Linked DNA regions of Mus musculus: region 1 is linked to region 2. A link is a contact called in public Hi-C data. All regions are on one chromosome and are shown on one strand. Each heading gives the region's core, a stretch centred on a gene start, on an enhancer-like site or on the middle of the called end of the contact. The rest is flanking DNA. Distances are from core to core; before and after follow the strand shown.

Region 1 (6,295 bases), core at 1,741-4,240, 180 kb after region 2:
GTAAGTACACTGCAGCTGTCTTCAGACACTCCAGAAGAGGACATCAGATCTTGTTACAGATGGTTGTGAGCCACCATGTGGTTGCTGGGATTTGAACTCTGGACCTTCGGAAGAGCAGTCGGGTGCTCTTACCCACTGAGCCATCTCACCAGCCCCAGACTGGCTTTTTGTATGGATTGTGAAGATCCAAACTGAGGCCATCAAGCTTGGGCAGTAAATGCTTTACCGACTGGGCCATCTGCCCTGCCTTTTAACTTTGCTTTAAAACTGTACTGTGGAGATTTAACTGAAGGCGTCGAGGGGGAGGAATCCCTCCAGGACTTTGAGAGCACGTGTGTGGAGTGGAGAGGCCATCCCTCCCTCACTGACCATTTCTAAGTATGGAGAGGAGGATTAAGCACTCTGAGGTGAGACAGGCAGGAGAGAAGGCCTGGGGCCAACCCCATATCCAGTGTGGGTGCTGTGACGGCCCTGTGACAGCTGAGGTCATTGCAGTCAGTTATGTGGCTGTCATCATCTCGTCAAAGGGAGAAGCGTTCAGACCACACCCTCAGAGAGGCCTCACCGCAGAGGCCCTTACAGAACTCCTCTGTGCAGACACAAATGGATGGGAAACAGATGCCAGTCTGCTTGCTGGGCAGCACCTGGCTCTGAGTGGCAGGTGTGGAGGTTGTCTTTGTCATAACCGAGGGCCATATCTTCCGGTGCCTTTGATGACGGCAGCATAGAAGTCTGGCGAGGCGTGGCTCCACTTCCATCATGGAAGGCTAGGGAGAAGGAGGAATAAATACAGATGTAGACAGAAGGGTGGCACTTCTCCTCAAGGCTCCTTTGAAGTAACCTCCTCCCCCCACTGCCCCCAACTGCAGCTCCTTTGCCATTGAGTTTCCTGCTTGGAGCGGCAGATCTGACTCTCTTTCCAGATTCTCTGAACTCTTTGGTGAGATTTACTCGGTAGAGATAGACATCAAGCAGGCGGAAGGGGAAGTGACTCTGAGACCTGGGCAAGTGCCTCAGGTTGACTCCTCAATGGGTCTCTGATCAGTTTAACAGGGCACCTGGCTAACTATCTCTGACTGAAGGCATTCCAGGAAGGCTGGGAGCAAGGAAGCAGGTGAGGCATAGTATGTGTCTCACAGGGCTTTTGGTCCACCAGGGCCGGAAGATCTTCCTGAGTGGAGTCACCATAAGGCCATTATAATGGGCATAAGCTCATTCGTGGTATTTTTCTAGCCTGACATGGTGCAGTTGCTCTCAGCTTAAAGTGAGACTGCTTCGCCACACATACCCCACTGACATGGAGGAAAATGGTTGCCAGTGGTCAAGCAGGAAGGCAGCTGGGCACTGTCCTGATGCTGTGTTCTAGAGAGCCTTACCAAATCTCCTTCCCGGCCCCATTGGAGAAGGAATCTTCCATCCCTGATGGACCATAAGCCTGCCAGGAGAATGCTGCTGTGTGTTCTGAGGCTAGAACCCCTGCACCCCATTCCCGCACCTTCTCTGTAGCCTTCCCCATGTGTAGAGGTCACCACTTTGGTCTGAAAGTGCTTAGATCTCTGACTCCAGAGTGAGTCTGGCTGATCCCAAGCCTGCTTCAATATGAAAGACACATATATGCCAGCCACTGAGCTGATGCCAAGGAAGAGGAAGAAGAAGAGGAAGGGGAGGGGGAGGGGGAGGGGGAGGGGGAGGGGGAGGGGGAGGGGGAGGGGGAGGGGAAGGGGAAGGGGAAGGGAAAGAGGGGACAAAGCTACAGAAACCACAACAGTGCATGCTGGGTGGGACAGATAGAGCTGCAGGGGGTGATGTCCAATCCGTGCACTGCAAGCTTTCAACAACAGGCTGGGCTCTCTCCCTTGTCTTTGAGATGCTGTGTCTGTGGCTCACTGGTCCTAGGGAAGCTTCTACACATCCCTCAGCAATCCACTTTCCATGTTCCATCCTCTGTGAAATTCCTAAGTCAACAATGCCGTGGGCTTTCTTCTTTCATGATTCTTCAAGATTCTTCTGCTGTGTATGTGTGTGTTTAAATTGGATTTTGTTTAATTTTGTGTGTGTGCATGTGTGTATTCAGGTGCACGTGTGTGTATGTGTATGTGATGTGTTTTGTGTGTATGTCATGTGGTATATATGTGTGTGTGTATGATGTGTGTGCATGTGATGTAGTGTGTGTGTGTGTGTATGTGTGTGAGATATGGTGTGTGTGTGATGTGATGTGGTGTGGGTATGTATGTATGTGTATATGATTGTGTGTGTGTGTGTGTGTGTGTGTGTATGTGATGTGCTGTGTGTATATATGTCATGTGGTATGTGTGTGTATATGTGATGTGATGTGGAGTGTGTGTGTGTGTGATGTGGTGTGTATGTGTGTATCTGTGATATGCATTCATGTATGTCGACACCAAAGGTCAACATTAGGTGTCTTCTGTGACTCCTCACTTTTTTTATGAGACAGCGTTTCTCCCTGAACCCAGAGCTCATTGCCTAGCTAAGGCCAGCTGGCCAGCGAGCCCCAGGGATGCCCGACCTCCCACCCCAGAACTGGGGTTGCACATACACCGAACTCAGGACCTCAGCCTTGTGTGCCAAAAACTTTGCCCACTGAGCCAGCTCCCAGACCTGACTTTACTGTTTTGGTCTTTTGGGTAGAGATGCCAATCAAACTATCTTCTGAACTTGGCACTCATCCACCTGGGGCCTCCCTCCTCTTTCTTTGCTGACTTACACCCTGTCTGAGCTGACCCTGTGTCTGTTTCCTCCACCCACACAGCCCACGCCCTGGACTTGAACTCTGTAGGTGTGACCATTGTGTTCTCTGAGAGGCAAGTGAGAGCACAGAACCTTACAGAACTCAAGTCCTCTGGCGTCCTCCCCACCCTGCTGTGCCTCCTGCCAAGCTTGGATTTTATCACCAGAGCTCCTTTGGGATCCCATGGTCAGCGGACAGGGCTGTAGCTGCAGGGCTCTGTCTCCATATCTGGCCCAGCCTTGTGGGTTTTTACCATATGCAGCACTCCACCCCCTCTCCCAGCATGCTGGATTCCAGAACCTGGGATGAAGTTACAGAGAGGGACCCAGCGCCTTTCAGAACTAGAGATCCAGAGTCAAAGCGCCTGTCCCTAACAGGATCAGCCAGGGTCTGGCCATCTCATCAGTTGAGGTTCCGAGAAGTTGCATCTTAAATTATTTTTATGGACGGTTGGAGTTTTGAGTGAATGTTTAGACTGCAGCTCACAAACACTTCCCTCTTTGGGAGGAAAGGAAACTGGCTCTCATTTGGCAGTTTCTGCCTCTGTCAGCGTTCCCAGTGGCAGGAACCATAAGCTCTGCCTGGGAAGGGCTGGGGCCACAGCTGGCTTTTATTATTGAATATTTCTGGTGGTGATGTTGGCCCCGACTCTGTTTATGTTGCTTGTAAGATTTCACGCAAGACTCTGCGAGGACCTGGGCTTGAGCCCGAGCGTCTGATCTTCAGGGTAATTCGTTCCATCCCTTCATTCCTGAGCCCCTGCCTTCTGATTTTTTGCCAAGTTCATATTGAACACTGCCAGGAAATGGAGTGCGGGCAGAATGTGCAGACTCTGGGTCCCCGTGGCTTCGGCTCGTCCTTCATCCTTCAGGGGAGAGGGTTCCGTCTTGCTCAGAGGGTAGTGTGTGTGTGTGTGTGTGTGTGTGTGTGTGTGTGTGTGTGTGTGTGTGTGTGATGTCTGTGTGAGTGCATCTATGTGATCTGTTTCTTTAGAGAGTTGCTGACCCCAAGGTCAAACAGAATGTGAGTCTGTCCTGCCTTGAGTCTCTGAGTGCGTGTGCTTGCCCTTGGCCTGGCAGAAAGCAGAAACCCGTGGCTCTGGGCCCTTCCTGCAGCCATGAATTGTTCACAAATGTCTTGCTTTGCTCATAGCTTGCCAGGCTGCCTTGAAGCCCTAGATCTAGCTCTGAAGATGTGACCAGTTCTGTGCAGGGTAGAGAGTCCTTTCCCCATTCTCCCTTTGGGATATGAAAGAAACTCTAAGAACACACAAAGGAGAGGCTGCTCTCCACTTCCCAACTTGTTTGTTTATTTTTTTTGTTAACATGTTTTCCAACAGTTCCTGGGTGTGTATTTGTGGAGTAAGCACATGTGTGCACATGTGTATTTGTGTGTGTGCCCATGTAAGCATGTATGTGCACATATAAATGTGTCCGTGTGTATGCTTGTTTGTGCATCTTTGTATATGTGTACACACATATATACACACATGCAAGTGTGTCTGTATCTTTATGTGTGTGTGTGCACATGTGGGCATGTACCTGTGTCAGAGTGTGCACAGATGCATAAATGGGACATTACTCTAAGCTTCACGTTTCCTGCTCACTAGGAGGTTAGAGAGCAGATGGCCTGTGTACCTAGTGGAGATCAGAGTCTGAGGTGTTGGGGAATTTTGGGGTGGGCTCACGGTCCCCACTGGAGTCTCCTGGGATTGTCTCCAACGGGTCTTGCTCAACACTGTAGTGAAATAACAGAGTGTCAGGGTATTATTTCTGGACCACAAGAGAACCCCGTGAGGACTGGGTGAACCCACCTTGGCTGTCCTTCCAGTGAGTCTCAGGGCATTTATGGTCCATGGTCGTAGCCTGTGGCTTGTGGTACTGGCCCCAACTGTGCACATCGTGGACAGCAGTGTGAAGTGTGAGGTCAGAGGCATGGGAACTGAGAACACCATACAAAGAGATCTAAAGTGCAGGGCAACATCAGTCAGTCAGGGGCAAGGAAGGTTATGACCACCCCTCCCCAGTGTCTGTGTGATACCCCGACTGTAGCACTGCCCAGCACCCGTCAGAACACAGAGCAAGCCAGTGAGTCACATAGAAAACAATTACGGATGGAAAGCTGAGAGCCAGCTTCCCACAGGGCTCCTGTTTATCTGTAGAGTCTCACTTTATGACCGAGCCATGAAACCATGCAAATGGAGATTTTAATGGAAAAGCTGCCACACTGGCTTCATGCGGAGAGGACTCAGCTGACCAGGACAGTGGCCAGAGGATGTGTTTGAGTCACCATCTCCACTGACATCTTACACTGTGCGTTCACTCTCCGGGCTTCTCGGCCTTCGACTCTGTCGTTAGCAACAAGCAAAACCTGGTTCTGTGTGTCTCTCTCTCCAGCTCTTTTGGAACAAGCAGGTAGTGAATCTGGGCCTTGGCATCCTAGTGACATCTGGGCCTTGGATCAGTTCCATCTTAGATCCTGAAGGGTGTTCAGCACAGCCCCATTTTAGGCCACTGGTCACCATGGAGAGCAAGGGCCCCTAAAGTTTCCCACTGATCCTTTGTCCCCTGGCAGATCAGAGTGGGGTCTAAAAGCTCACAGCTTATTAGTCAAAGGAATGGGTATCACTGTGTCCCTCCTGGCTCCCCAGAGGCCATTTGTCCCAGAAAGATACTTGCAGCAAAGGCTCCTTAAGTCTGATATTCCAGACTCAAGTTTGGCCTGAGTTTCTGCATGGCAGAGACACACCTACCTCTGAGAATGTGTTGTGCGTATGCGTATGTAAACTCACGTGAGGGTCATGAGAGGGAGTGCCTCTGCATATAAGTCCTTTTGGGATGCACACACACACATACACACACACACACACACACACACACACACACACACACACACACACACTGGCTATTTGGCTTCTGAGGAAGGTAGAGAAGACAGTGTCTCAGGCAGGAAACAAAATGGAGTTCTTGTTTGATTTAAAGTCATCACTGGTAACCCAGTGCTGTAAGGGACTGTCCTTAGAGCCAAACCACCACCATCTTCAAATATCATCGTGATAGGAGAGAAAGAGCTCATGGAGGACAGCCCAGGCTCCAAGGAGGCACCAGGCTGTCACATCTCCCTCTTAAAGGTCTTCTCCCCGCAGAGCTGGGTCAGTCGCTTAAAGGGAAAGAGAACTGAGGCAGAGTGAACTGGGCAAACCCTTGCCCAGGTCCACCAGCAAGTGAAGGCCCCAGGGTGCTGTGCACCGATAGCGATGCTGTAGTAAGGAACAAGGTCGGAGACCTGCTTGTGAAATAGTGAAAGCAAGAGTGAGCACAAATCCGAGGTCTCCACTTCTCTCCTGTGTCTTCTGTCTGTCTGTAGACTGTGGTTCCTGGCCTCTATGTTGTCTATCTGTTGCATGTGTCTAGTCTGTTCCATGCTGTCTTTCTGTATATCATGTATGCCCAGTGTGTGTTTGTGTATGTGGTGTGTGTGTGTGTGTGTGTGTATGTGTGTGTGTGTGTGTGTGTATGTGTATGTGTGTGTGTGTGTGTGTGTGTG
Region 2 (7,111 bases), core at 307-2,806:
ATGAGATGCTGGGAGGTGGGTTATGAGGAACTTCTGGGTACAGCCTAGAGTCCAAGCCCCTCCTAGCTCCTACCCAAATCTCTATGAGCCAAGGGGCCTCTGTTCATGTCTTCACCAATTGCAGGTGCTGGCTGTTTTAATGGCTTGTGGTCAGATGGTATCTTGAGGGAGAATTGCGTACTCTGCAGAACTCATACAGCCTCCTGAGCCCCCAAGCTGATCAGAATGAGCTCCACAGGGCTGCAGTGGGGCCTGAGACTATGAAGGCTGAGACTCAGACAGACCCTCTCCAAGCTTCCTGTGCCTGTCACTACATTGGGGTGCAATCCCTCTTCCCACCAGCCAAAGGACTGTGTGACCAGCACTGTCTGCCTCTCTGTTGTCATCTTAGGCTGCTGTCCTCAGGGCCTTTGCACTGGCTATTCCTATTGCCTGGACTTCATCTGAATGCAGATGTCTGCCCCTTGACTTTGGTGGCAGCCAACCTACATGGGTCAGGTGCTGGGAGCATTGCCATGGCAATCCCTTCATGACTCTCAAGCATGGCCATCAAGAAACAGACTCAACAAAGTATGGCACTTGCTCCAGGGCACAGCTGGGGACAGGGAAGAGGCCTGTCTCAGAGGAAGACTGTGGACCTATGCCCCCTTTGGAGTGGCCCAGAGTCTGCCCAGGGAGGAAGCTTCTGCTCTGGGTCAAGGGGATGTGAGATGCAATGTTCACACCTGAGGAACTGCATTCTTCCAGCTGAGCAAAAGGGAAGTGCTGGGCCCACTCACTTCCCTGTTTGTAGTGCTTCTTTCCCAACGCTGGGCTCCTTGCAAACCATGGCACAAGCCAGCTTAGAGTGGTAGCTCACAGTGGGCCTTGCCCCAGTGAGGAAAGAATCAAATGAGCATCACCATGGCAACCAGCTGTCAACCTAGGGGCTTAGCAACCAAGGTCAGGGCCCCTTCCCCACGGGGCTGCCTTCTCTCCCCCAAGCCAAGGAAGCTAATATCTCCATGGAAGGGTAGAGGCTGTTGCCAGAGACTCTTGTGGGCCCTGACAGTCGTTCTGATTTCTCTTGCAAACACTGAAGGCATAAACCCCCTAAACACCCCCTCTAAAGCTGTTTCCCCCTCACCCCCCCCCCCTCAAGAGGTAAAAGTTTCTTGTTCTAAACTTCAGAAGAGCCTTAGCAACCTGGGCACGTCCTGGGCAGACAAGTGCGTCATGGAAAACTTGGAGCTTGCTGATTGGCTGGTCTCTGCTGCAGCGATGCGAGTCCCTGAACACTCAGGAAAACAACATAATGTATTCCTGTCTGCAGCTCCGAGCAGAAGCTCATTTCGTGTCTTGTGTTTCCATTTCCCGAGGATTAATAAGTGTGGAGGGGACGCGGGCTTCGTGCCGAATATTTATTTAGTCAATATACACATCAATTTAGCAAATTAGAGATTGCAAGCCATTTCTGAGCACGGCTGTAAAAATAATAGCTGTGCTTTAACTGGTAATGGATTCGGGGGAGGATGGCCGCTACGTGCTTGGCACTGAATAAGGACACAGAAGTTTAGTTTGTCGAACTTCACAAAAAGCCTGAGTCACTGTGGGTGTTTGTGAAGGAGAAGATAGCTAGATTCCGGAGACAAAGCCAAGGAATGGGCTCAGGGTCTCTGAGGAGACCAGCAGGGTCCTGACACCCAGTGGGAGGGGACAAAGAGGGTCTTAAGATACCATAGGAGGGGACAAGGAGGCTCCTGAGCCACAGTAGGAGGGAAGAGGAGGGTTCTTAGAAAGAATGGGAGGGAGCAAGGAGGGTCCTGGGGCATAGTGGGAGGGGAGAGGAGGTTCCTGGGAGGGGACAGGAGGGTCCTGAGATACAGTGGGAGGAGAGAGGAGGTTCCTGGGAGGGGACAGGAGGGTCCTGAGATACAGTGGGAGGGTAGGGAAGGGTCCTAGGATACAGTGGGAGGAGACAAAGATGGTTCTGAGACCCAGTGGGAGGAGCGAGGAGAGTCTACGCCGCCCCCATAGCTGTGTGGGCAGGCTTTGGAGATTCTGGCTCTGTTAGATGTGGTGGTTTGTTCTCTAAGATAAGGCATTCACAGCCGCCTCCCCCTCCCCCCCGCAGCTGTGACAATCCCAAAATGCCCCCAGACCTAGGCTCCGTTGGAGTCTCTCTCAGTTGGGGTGTATGAAGGAGGGGAGAGTCTCCGGGCTGTATGTTTTGTTTATGGAGGCCCCACCTGCGAGCTAGATCTGCAACCTGCAGAACATCTTACAGTGCAGTCAATGCTCCTTGGTCATAGGTGGGAACCTGGAGGCTCAGAGCACCCTACTGAGCTAGGGACTGTGAGCTTCCCCCTCCCTGGTCCCTGGGAGGATCTTCTCCTCCTGTCCTCTCAAGTGTCCCTTCCTCTGAGCCCCCTTCCCCTGGCCTGGGCTGGTCACCTTCATGATCCATGTTCCTTCATCCCTTCTGAGTTCTCCACAGGCCTTGCTTGGCCTGACCCAGACTGCATTCTTGTCTATTGAAGAAGAACCTACCCAGCCCCTGCCTCTGCACTGATGAACCAAAGACTTCCAAACTGGTCCTGGTCAGTCAGCAAGCAGCAGGCAGAGATGCCAGCTGCCCACACTATGTATCAGGCCCATATCTTTTGGGGGGGGGGGTAGAATCCTTACTCTTTAACTTCTAAGCACATGAACTTGTGCCCAAGTGGTGACCAGCAAGGCAAAAGTGGAGGAGTCATGTGTGTTATTTTCCAGAAAAATTTCTTCCACATCTACTTCTCTTTCCTGGCACCTGGGAAGGGGACTTGATGGCTGGAGCACCAGCAGCAACATTGGATTATGAAGTAGAAATATTGTATTAAGTATAGAGGAGCTTAAGGGAGAGGGGATCTGGTCTTTAGTGATTTTTAGGTGTCTTGCAGAGTCTGAGCTTCCTTCCTCTGGGATTTTATTATTCAGAGGTGAAATAGATTATTTGGTTTAAGCTACTTAGGATGGTTAGTTTTAGCCATCAACTTGGCACAACCTGGGAAGTCTTCATAAAAGATTATCTAGATAAGGTTGAGAATGTATGTAGGGGAATTGCCTTGATTGCTAACTGATGCAGGAAAACACATCCCACTGTGGGTGGCACCATCCCCTAGGCTGGTGTCCTGAGCTTTGTGACAATGGAGAAATCTAGCAGAGAACAAGCAAGAGAGGAAGCATAAAGTCATTTCTCCTGCTCCTAATGATGGGTGTGGTGTGCTGAGCTGCTCTAAGTTCCTGCCTTGACTTCCCCACAGTGATGAACTGCAAACTGAATTTGTAAACTGAAGTAAAGCTCTTTACCCTCTAAGTTGGTTTTTGTCAGAGCGTTTTATCACACCAACGGAAATGGGACAGGACAGAAGTTGGTACTGAGGAAGTGGGGCTACTGCTGTAATTAGTCTGAATTTTTAAAGAAGCTTTGTTTATTTGTATGTGCATGGGGCACATTACCTACATGTATGTTTATGCACCATGTGTGTGCAGTACATGGGGCAGCCAGAAGAGGGCGCCATATCCTCTAGAACTGGAGTTAAAGATGTCTGTTAACTTTCACAGAGGTGCTGAGAACTGAACCCAGTTCTTCTGCAAGAGCGGCAAGCTCTCTTAACCATCTCTCCAGCCCCACATATATTTTTTGAGGGGAGGAACATGGAAGACTTAGGGGTGGAAAAGCCACGGGATTCTGTGGGCAGGAAGTTTAATGGCCCTTTCTGTGGAGCCACGGCAGACAGGAGTACTGACTGTGTTGTACACAGGGGAAGCCCAGCTTACAAGGTTTCAGAGAGGAATGAAGCTGGAGGCCATTTGTGTGATGTTTTAGCTAAGATCTGTGTGTGCCAATCATCTGGGGCTGAAAAGGTAGCTGTGATCATATCATCAAGGAGATTAGAACCAGTGAGGTGAAACTTTGGGTGTTTTGTCTGGATAATAGGATCCAACCAGTCTCTATGTATCCATGCATCCACCCACCCACCCACCTACCCATCATCCATCCATCGTCTACCCATCCATTAATAATCTATTCATCCACTAATTCATCCATCCATCCATCCACCCACCCATACATTCATCTACCTGCCCATCTATTCACTCACTCATCCATCCATCCATCCATCCATCCATCCATCCATCCATCCATCCATGCATCCACCCACCCACCCATCCACTTATCTATCCATCCATCCCTATTTCAGTGTCCATATTGCCTCCACCCTACAAGAGGTGAGTGCTCTTGGCGGCTGGAGATGGGTGGTCGCCCAGGCACATTTGTAGCTGGGTTAAAACAGGGGATCACACCTGGAGGTTCTGAAAGGGAGGGATGAAAGGAGGGGTGAGTGCCAGGGCACAAGTGTGTGTGATGGGAGTGGGGGGTGGGGTTGGAAAAATGACCTCACTTTAGGCTCAGGAAGGTCTTTCTTTTTGTTTTTAGAGTCAGGGTCTCACTCAGTAGCTCATGCTGGCTCTCTATGCACCTGCCCCTGGCTCTGATGCACAAGCCACCTAGTCCGACTCAAAGTGCTAGAATTACAGGTAGGCACCGCCAGTTCTGGCTCTAGGAGAGTGCTCTTGATCAAGGGACATGGTGCAGAGCCTGGACCTAGGGAATAATGTGATGCTAGAATCATACCCCAGGCAGAGGGACCATTGGTATAGACCCATGCCTTTCCCGGTGTGAGCGCTGCTGTCACACCCACTTGTAAACACTCTGTCTCCATTGTTGCTCTTAGCCTCAATGGTTGGTGGCCAAAACAGGACCTGTCACCTAGTCCTGGGACACTGAGCCTGCTCCTGCTGCTTTGCAAACACAGGTGGCTTCTCAGACCCCTCACAGCTGCCAAGGACACGGGCAGACCCTCAGTTCTGCTGAAGCAACTTTTGCCTCCAAATTAACCATGCTGCATCCTGTGTCTTGTTCCCAGTGCCCCGAGGAGCATGAAACTGCAGGCCTACCACTTCCCCTTTCCTCTTAGCTCCCCGTCTTTGTTGAGACTTCCCAGGATCCTCTCTCGTGTTCACGACAGAAATGTTGAGTTTGCCCACTGAAGCCTCTTACAGACCCTGAGAAGGGAGAACTGTCAACCCCTAATTTGCAGGCGTAGAGAAGCCAAGTCGGGGATCAAGGATACACAGGAAGTGGTAGAATCAGGGTTTGACCCCAAACAGTCTAGTTCCCTAACCTATGCTGCAACTATTTGTGACCCTGGTTTCTGACTGAAGTCAGAGAGGGGCTCGGTGTGCACAGGCCAGCAGAAGGAGTAGCAACTGGTGGAGACCCGAGCTAGGGTAGCTTGGGAAACCCAGCAAAGCTGGGAAGGAAACCTGGGGCTGGGCTTAGGGTCTCCCTGCAGGACAGGGCTGATCTGCAGATGAAGGGTTTGGTATTTGTAAGGCATGGGGGAAGACAGCAGGGATGGCTGTGCTGCAGAAAGGGACTTAGGGGTGATAGGGCCAACTCAGACCACACGGTGAAGGCTCTACCCACAGATTTGGAGATGGGCAGAAAGCTGGGTAAGAAGGGTTCTTAGCCTTTGCTGCCAGTGGCCCAGGTTCCAGTAGGAGATCTCTGGGGTGCATATAGAGCCGTGGTTCAGCGCCTCTGTGGGCGCCTTGAATCTTCCAGAACAAAGATCTTTCTTGAGGACCATCTGCTCTGCAGCATAAAGCCCGCCCTGGAGACTTCAGAGAGGGGTGTACGTGCCAGAGTCCAGCATCTAGCTCCTGGCCCGTGAAAGGGTGGAATTCTGCCCAGAACTTATGCTCCAAGCAGGGACAATCTGGTTGGGGCCAGTCCTAACTGGGCGATATCCTGTGCTCAGAGAATAACAAATTCCCTGAGAGTTTTGAAGACCTAGGGCTGAACTCTGAAGACACATTTCAGCTTTGCAGCAAGCTGCCCATGTTGCAGAATCTCCTGGGAGAGCCGCCTGTTGGCTGTCCTGGATACAACTGTGGGTGTCCACACTGGTAAGCGGACTTATCCTTATGTTCTGATTAAGATACATGAGCTGCTATTGTTATCATCATCATTGGTAAGTTTACTATGTAGCCCTGGCTCAGCTGGTACTAACTCTGCAGCCCAGACGTTGATCTTACAGTGATCCTCTTGCTCCAGCCTCCCGAATGCCAGAATCAGAGGGATGTGCCGCCATGCCTGGCTTCAAGTGATCTGATTACACTTTTAACGCCTGTTACAGGTGGAGGAGTGGTCAGGAACACTGGCCGTCCTTCTAGAAGACCGGGACTTGGTTTCCAGCACTCACATGGCAGCTCACTATCTTCTGTAATGCCAGTTCCAGGAGATCTGTCACCCTCTTCTGGCTTTTGCAAGCCCCAGGCATGCAAATGGTGCACATAAAACGAAATATACAAAACCCATAATATAAAATAAAATAGGCAAAACACATAATATAATATAAATAAAATTATAAAATAAAATATGCAAAGCCCATAATATAATATAAAATATGCAAAACCCATAGTATAATATAAAATATGCAGAACCCATAATATAATATAAATAAAATTATAAATAAAATATGAAAAACCCATAATATAATATAAAATATGCAAAACCCACAATATAAAATAAAAATATTTTTTAAAAAGTAATTTCGTGGACGGAGGGCACCACTCATGCACCCATACAAGTCACCCTCAGTCCTATGTCTTGACCAGCATAGGCAGTGGAGAGAGAGGTGGGGTGACGTCTGAGGCAGGAAGGAGTGAGGAGAGGCTGCAGGCTGGAGACAGAGAAAGATGGACACCAGGGTCAGGAGGGGCAGGTTTCCTGTTGCCTGAGCACAGGGTGGGTGCCCATGAGTGACCAGTGTGGAGAGATGCGTCCCTGCTGTGGTGCACAGGCGTGTGAGTCTTGGGGTGGCCGGTGGGGAAGCTGGTGTGAGGTACCTCAGGAAGCAACTAAGCTTGTGTTAACTGATTATAGTCCATAGGGCTATTCTGCGCATAGGCACATTGACGTCTGATGACAACATATGCCCCCTGCTCTCAGGGCACACGCCTGTGGCTTATAGATTCTTCTTGGAGGCCTGGAGGAACAGAGAGAGACAGGATCTGCCAAGGTCAC

The links. Hi-C and Micro-C count contacts between places; a contact is called where the count stands out from the background.
Region 1: a contact with region 2 is called in a Hi-C map of uterus, with 2.5 times the contacts expected there. The contact joins two enhancer-like sites. A contact is called at or near these places in 4 of 484 Hi-C or Micro-C datasets (embryonic stem cells and uterus) and 1 of 115 datasets of contacts at active chromatin or transcription factors (embryonic stem cells).

What each region holds. Positions count from the first base shown.
Region 1 is chr2:173,349,136-173,355,430 of GRCm38.p6, forward strand. All of the region lies in intron 1 of Gm36911 (a long non-coding RNA gene), which reads left to right. Among named protein-coding and RNA genes, the nearest start is that of Gm36911, 5.5 kb to the left of the region's middle. Within about 2 kb of position 2,991, at least 115 of the 459 cell types and tissues checked have an H3K27ac peak or open chromatin away from gene starts, as enhancers often do. A contact at or near this core is called in uterus, where this site is marked.
Region 2 is chr2:173,172,370-173,179,480 of GRCm38.p6, forward strand. No RefSeq gene overlaps it. Among named protein-coding and RNA genes, the nearest start is that of Pck1, 23 kb to the left of the region's middle. Within about 2 kb of position 1,557, at least 188 of the 459 cell types and tissues checked have an H3K27ac peak or open chromatin away from gene starts, as enhancers often do. A contact at or near this core is called in uterus, where this site is marked.